Linked DNA regions of Oryctolagus cuniculus: region 1 is linked to region 2. Evidence: chromatin contacts called from public Micro-C data. All regions are on one chromosome and are shown on one strand. Each heading gives the region's core, a stretch centred on a gene start, on an enhancer-like site or on the middle of the called end of the contact. The rest is flanking DNA. Distances are from core to core; before and after follow the strand shown.

Evidence for each region. A called contact is a pair of places that touch in the nucleus more often than the background predicts.
Region 1: a Micro-C map of ear pinna shows a contact between it and region 2, with 9 times the contacts expected there. The contact joins the enhancer-like site here to the promoter of CCDC80 in region 2. A contact is called at or near these places in 4 of 6 Hi-C or Micro-C datasets (ear pinna, psoas muscle, skin fibroblasts and 1 more).

What each region holds. Positions count from the first base shown.
Region 1 is chr4:68,853,208-68,856,248 of mOryCun1.1, forward strand. No RefSeq gene overlaps it. Among named protein-coding and RNA genes, the nearest start is that of CD200R1, 130 kb to the right of the region's middle. Within about 2 kb of position 1,329, at least 1 of the 8 cell types and tissues checked has an H3K27ac peak or open chromatin away from gene starts, as enhancers often do.
Region 2 is chr4:68,691,218-68,694,626 of mOryCun1.1, forward strand. It overlaps CCDC80 (coiled-coil domain containing 80), which reads right to left and starts at 1,287. Exons shown (of 8, transcript XM_002716703.5): 1 at 481-1,287; 2 at 1-53. The coding sequence starts at 42.

The DNA.
Region 1 (3,041 bases), core at 79-2,578, 160 kb after region 2:
CTGCAGTTTCCCAGTCCTAAGTCTGTTTTACCATCCTGCAGAGTAAGAGTCGGATAATTTACACACTATGACTTCATAACTCTCTGCGGAGGCTGCCAAAGAAAGCATGTTTGGGATAAAAATCTGGGGGGAAAAAAGCAAAAATAAAATTAAAAAATGTAAATCCCAAGCCCCGTTTGGCACAGGGATAAGGTTTCACACCCAGATCCTTCCCATTAAATCATCCTCTAGGTTGCAAGTGCAAGCAAGCAAGCAAGCCTCCTTGGGCTGCATCAGCAAACACCCTCCTCTGATAGGCAGTTGGAAAGTAATGGGATTTGGGTTGCAGATGTAGCAGAATAGTGGAAAATGTTACAAACAACCCACCTCCTCCACCCCCACTGAAACGGTGGCCTCCCTTTGCACATTTTATGCTGTTTTGGGGAGAATGACAAAATACAGATGCTTCTTGTTGGAAGTTGTTTAATAATTCTTCCTAGTCCAGGCCATTTACTGTAGCTTCTTGGAGCTGGCATCTTGGAGCACTGCTTGGTTTTCAATCAACGTCCTATAAATGGTGTTGTGATTTTCTGTGACACAGAATATAGAAAAGTTTACGGGAGAGCTTTTTGAAAGGTGTTATGTCACAGACATTGTTCTCAAGCCAAAAGCTTTAAAATCAGGAATGCAAGAATTGTAAATAAGCTCTTGGAAGAAGACACAAAATACATGGCTTGATCTGGCGCCTGTCTCCCACACAGCCTCAGTCAGGCCTACAGAAGCATTTATGCTCATTCCGAGGCTCTGTGGTGACATGCCAGATTAGCCTTTCCAAGGATATGGCCTGCCCACACAGTGCCCATGGTGAAGGAGATCCAGGTCTCCAGGTTCCATGGCCCCTGTGTAGCCCTGGGGAAGCTACAAGATAGACAGGGTGCGTGAGGGGTTTTCGAAAGCAGGTTGGGTGAATGACAAGGCTTGGTGTTTTTAGAGTACCTTTTACAAGGACATATATAAACATATAAGGATTACCCTAAAAACCCTTTCTTCAGCTTGTTGAGAGCAAAAATTATTTTTCTACCACCGAGGGGAAACCAGAATAGGGAGAAGGGTCTCAACTCTGCCAGCTTCAGCCAGCTCAGAAGCCAAGCCCAGCCCTTCTGAGATCATTGACATCATCTATCATACCACTGCCTCTCTCCAGCCTCTCTTTGGTTCCCCACTGCATATTTGCCAATATTCTTGGCTCCTTATTTGATCTTAAAATCAGTTTTGGGTGAATCAGTCTAATGATTTGGACATTCTGTCCAGAGAACATTATAAATTCACTAAGATTTGCTGGATTTGCAAAATTCTCCTGGCATTCTTAGTAGAAGAGCTGTCTTCTGTCCCCAGATGACCTCAGGACATGTTATATTTATGTGATATAGTTTCCCCATTTCCCTGAAAGAGACACATCCTGGCACAACTCCCTGTACTTGCCCATACTGTCCTCTCTTCCTGGCATGTCTTTCTTCCCTGATCCTTCCTCCTTTCCAACTGTAGAGCTTTGTACCTTATAAAACTCAGTTTGGCTATTGTCAGCTCCTTCATCATATCTTCACATGCTTTGTGCAGTTCTGTGTTCATAACAAAGTTCCAGTTTTGTCCAGGTCTCCATTCACTTCTCTCCCACCAGAGCGTGTGTCTGTTGAATGGTATTGTTCATAACTCCAGCTCCACCAAAAATCTAATCAATAGAAGTATAATCTCAGTCCCTTTGTCAGATGTCAGACATTGCATAAAGAACTGTCATGTGGCCTTGGTCATGGTGGGTGGGTGGGGGGGCAGTTGATCCTCACTAGTGACATGGAGTCCAAGGAAGAGATGGTCATTTCTTCCTCTGATATGCCATGTCTGGCCATGGCCCTAGGGTAGCCACCTTCTCAACAGCAAGCAAAGCAGACCAACTGGCTTCTTAGAAACACTGATGACCACTCAATTCTGAGATGCTTAGTTTCCTCTGGTAAAATGAAGAGGCTGAGATAATTGACCTGCAACTTCCTTTCAGCTTTAGAATATCACGTATACCTCTAAAAAATGTTGAGGGGGGAAATACGGAGGAAAACTCGGGAAGTGGAGCAGACCAGCTAATTTTATTTGTCGTTCTAAACATTTGAAGCCATTAACACTGAGCACCTAATTACTCTTCTGTGAATTGTGATCTTAACTCTGAGTTTAAGAAATGAGTGCTAATTTTGGTTTAATCTCTAAAACGTCCTCATATTCCCCTTTCCTTTAAGTGAGCCTATTAATATCTACTCTTATCCCATCTGGTAAATAAAATTAAGTGAAAAGAGTAATATAATTGAAGCTTGGGGACTGAAAATACTTTTTTTTTCTTAATTTTATATCAACCCTTCCCCCTTTCCATCAGTCATTGTTCCAAAACCACCCGAGAAGATCTAAAAATTAGTAAACAGAGGGGAAATTACACAGAAATATTAAAGAAAAAACTCAGGATGACTTTTCTTGAGGTTGAGTAGGTTTTAACTTGCTTCAAAATTAAGTTGAAGCACCACCTAGTGGCTCTCAACTCAGTTTTGCTAAAAGTTTTTCCCAATTTTCCTCAATTTAGGACCACATGAATTTGTTGTACATATATTACATATATTTTTGTATATGTATGTTCAGAAAAGAAAAAAAACATGAGAATTTTCTCATATTTATGTAGAGCTGGGAGGATGAGGGTTGAGGATTTTTAATCTTTCAATCTAATACCACGCCATAAATCATGCCAACAGGAATAGGGTCGAGGAGTAGTGTGGATTCACTACTTCATGTCTTCCAGGAATAATGGAATCCATTCAGTGGAAAAAAGACTAACACAACAGAGTTTTTGAATTTCAATTCATAAATTCAATTCTCCTACTCACATCCTAAGAGTTCACAACAGCATCTTTATCTTCCCAGTCCAGTACTGCAGCATTGTCAGCATGTGAGTGACATTGGATGAGCCTTGCACATCCCCAGATCCCCGAGCCCTTTACCATCACAACTGCACAGCATCCCTTGAGTTTTCA
Region 2 (3,409 bases), core at 37-2,536:
TGCCAGCAGCATGGTGAAACGGGGTCCCATTCTCCACGTCATTGTGTAATCCACTTAGGGATGCCGCAGGGTCATAAGACAGAAAGCGGAGGGGAAAAAAAAGAAAAAGAAAAAGAAAAGACAGAAAGTCATTTAATTGCAAACAGAGCTAGTCATTATCTCTTTCCCTATCTTGGCCCAGGGGACCGGGAAGGAGTGGTTAGAGAAGGAGGCAGGTCAGGTCGGGGAATGGAGCCTCGGATGGATCCTGTTGCTTTTACACTCCTGTAATCTGTCAGTGCTCAGCAGAGACAGTTACATTAAGCAGGAAACCCAACTCAGTTCCCCAGTCAGAGGTGCTTGCATTGTTGCAACTAACTCTGGATGTTCCAGCGGAAAATGCAAACCGAGCACATTAATTCCGGCAACATTCACACTCATTCCTTCAAATCAGCAACAAAGAAAGAAAGACCCCAAAGACACAAAGGATTGCACACTTACATGGTGGCTCATAGAGATGGAATGCGGAGCGTTTCCAAAGAAATCTGAAGTTTGGTCCCCAGGACAGTTTCCTGGATACACGATTTCTCCCAAGCCTCTCTCCGCTCTCCGAGGGTGGCCAAGACACCAGGCTTGTGCTGCGCCCCCGCAGCTCCAGCTTTCCAAGAAGCACCACGGATCCACAGCCTCTCTGGGGCTGACAGCTGAGCTCAGTCCTGTTCCCTCTGGCTGTGGCTTTTACCTTCTGGACAAGTAGGATGAGGCGAAAGGCGCTGTCCTTTTAAGTCTTTGTGTCTCCATTTGTCCGCAGTTTCTCCGTGGTCTTGTGTGCCTGGGCGAGCCGGTCCGCCGACACAGGACGTCCCTGACAGTGGAATCCGAGAGAGCTCTGAATCTCACTCGTTCCCTCTTTGGAGTTCCAGGAGCCTTCTTATCACCCTTTCCCCCACAGTCTGGCTTAGTCTCTTTGTTTCCGGGAGTAAAAGCGCTGGGATTAATATGTTTTCCAGGCTCAGGGAAAACACAGGAATGTGATGTTGAAAAAAGGACTTTTTTTTTTTCTATGCCTCTGCTTCTCTCCTCCCTTTATTCCTCCCAATCTTATTTTCTCTTTTCCTTCTCCCTCTGCTTCTTCCTCTTGTCTGGATTCAGTCCTGGAAATGTCAGAACTCCCTCAGTTTTGCTCCAAACCAAACTCAAACAACAGAAGCCACTGGAAATCAAGGAAAGTCCACTAAGAATTTAACAGATCAGCAAAACACCGCCTCCTTCACATTTCAGCATGCTTGGAGTGGACTTGATGGGGAGGGCTGGTCTTTGGGTGGGGGAAACTTTTGAAACTCCACACATCATCATAAATCACTTCAAAAGAGATGACTGAGGACTTAACCCCTTCCACGCCACGCAATCAGGGTACTTTCCCTTCTTGCCTGTTCTCACACTGCGCTTCAGAAGTGGGGAATTCTGACATTTCTGCATCTGGCTGCTTGGTTGTCTCAGAGACAGATTCTCATTTGGGTCAGGGTGCTTGGCTGTACACACACAGACAGTGTGTGTCTTTATACTCCCATGTATATATTTGTATCTCTTTCTCCCTGCTTCATGCTTTTAGTTTGAGGTTGGAAAAGCTCATGGAAAACATGAGTGGGTTGTTTTTATTTTATGCTAACTGGAGAATCAGATTACCATGCTCGTGGTCCTACGTTCTCCTTGGCATGGAAGGAAGCTGGTAAAAGGTTAGAAACGCAGGCAATGGCTGATGTTCCCCCAGAGATTGCCATCACAGAATGTGCATGGTGATGTCTGATTTCAGTGCTCTGGCTAGAGTTGGTTAGAAGGGCAGCGACCTCACAGGGTGGGAGGTGTGTGTGTGTGTGTGTGTGTGTGTGTGTATGTACATGTATGTGTGTGTGTGTTAGTGTTTTCTTCTCCAGGAGGTTTGATGTCTGAATGCTTTAGGCAATTCTTAGTAGGTGTATCAGATTACAAAAGAGAGACTGAGGCAGCTTTGGGCTTCTACCTCCTGGGTCGGCGGTGAGGATTCAACTTTCAGTGGGAAGGAAAGTGTTCTCAGGTTCTACAGGTGTTTCTCCCAGTCTCTCCAAGGTCAATATTATCTGTCAGTGACAGTCAAGTCAACTTCCTTGCAAGCGCGGCCATGCTAATGGCTTCTCTTAGTGGATCAGAACTTACTCCTAGTTGTTACCCCTTGATCAGCCCCAGCACCCCTGCTCACATTTGCGTTTCCCTTCACATAAAGCCTGAGCACAGAATTGGAAAGTCTGGTAGTGGCGTTGAGTGCGCAGCTTCAAGTTCAAGGGGTAATAAGAAAGAAGGCACTCCTGTGGTGCTCCAGACACCTGGCCATACAGGAATGAGGGTGAACTTCAAGGAGATGTTCTATTGACCACAGCCACAGATTTTAGCTTTCATGGGACTCACCTGTTCGTTGATCGAGTACCTTGTTCCCGGTTTGTGATTCCCTTTCTGTTTATTTCTCAGGGTGCTCTACATTCTCCACTTCTGACAGCCCTTCTATCCTTTCTTTTCCTTTTCTGTTCTTTCTATTGAATAACAACTACCACTTATTGGGCATTTTCATGTGATGCTCTGGGCCTGGCATATATATATATATATATTCATATTCTGTGAGGATATATATATATTATATATAAATCTGTGGATAGGGAGAGCTCTGTCTTACAGTGACCAAACTCAGCCTTGGTGAGTTTAAATAAATTGCTCTCTGTCACGCAAATGCCAAGTGGTAGCACAGACAATTGAAGCCTCCTTTAGAACTCTACAACACAGGAAGTTATCCTGCCCTCTCCTTTCATTTCCTACCAATGCCTTTGTTTCTCTGCCTTCTGCTTCCTCTTTGTGTTTCCCATGTTAGTAGGAGAGTCACACTTTTGCTCAACCAGAGCCCTTTTAGAGTCCTACTTTCTGGAATAATATTGTAGCCCAACTTTTCTCAGTATGTCTTGGAGTCTTTTGTTTTTCTAGACTATTTCCTGGATTCCACCAATCTTTCAATGATGTCTACGACATTCGCCACCTGTGCCCAGGAAAAGTGGAAATACAGTCACTTTAGCCATCTGGAGTTGACTGGGGAGGAAAACTCACCCCCATAAGGAGCTCTATATCTTCCTGGGACCCCTGGCTTTCTTCCCTTCTGTGAACATCAGTCACTAGATGGCGATCTAAGCACACAGACATGAGAGAATCTACCATTCCTCCAACTTCACGCTTCCACCAATGTCTGCCCACCCTGTCTAGCACATATGGTACACAGACACTGGCCAGGTGGGGCTTCTCGGGCTTATTCAGAATTTTCCATCTCAATGCCCAAGTCCTTACTTGGGACTCAGAAGAACCTCTGGGAGAAGTCTGGGGAGCACATGCCTTAAATAGCAATTAGGGGACACAT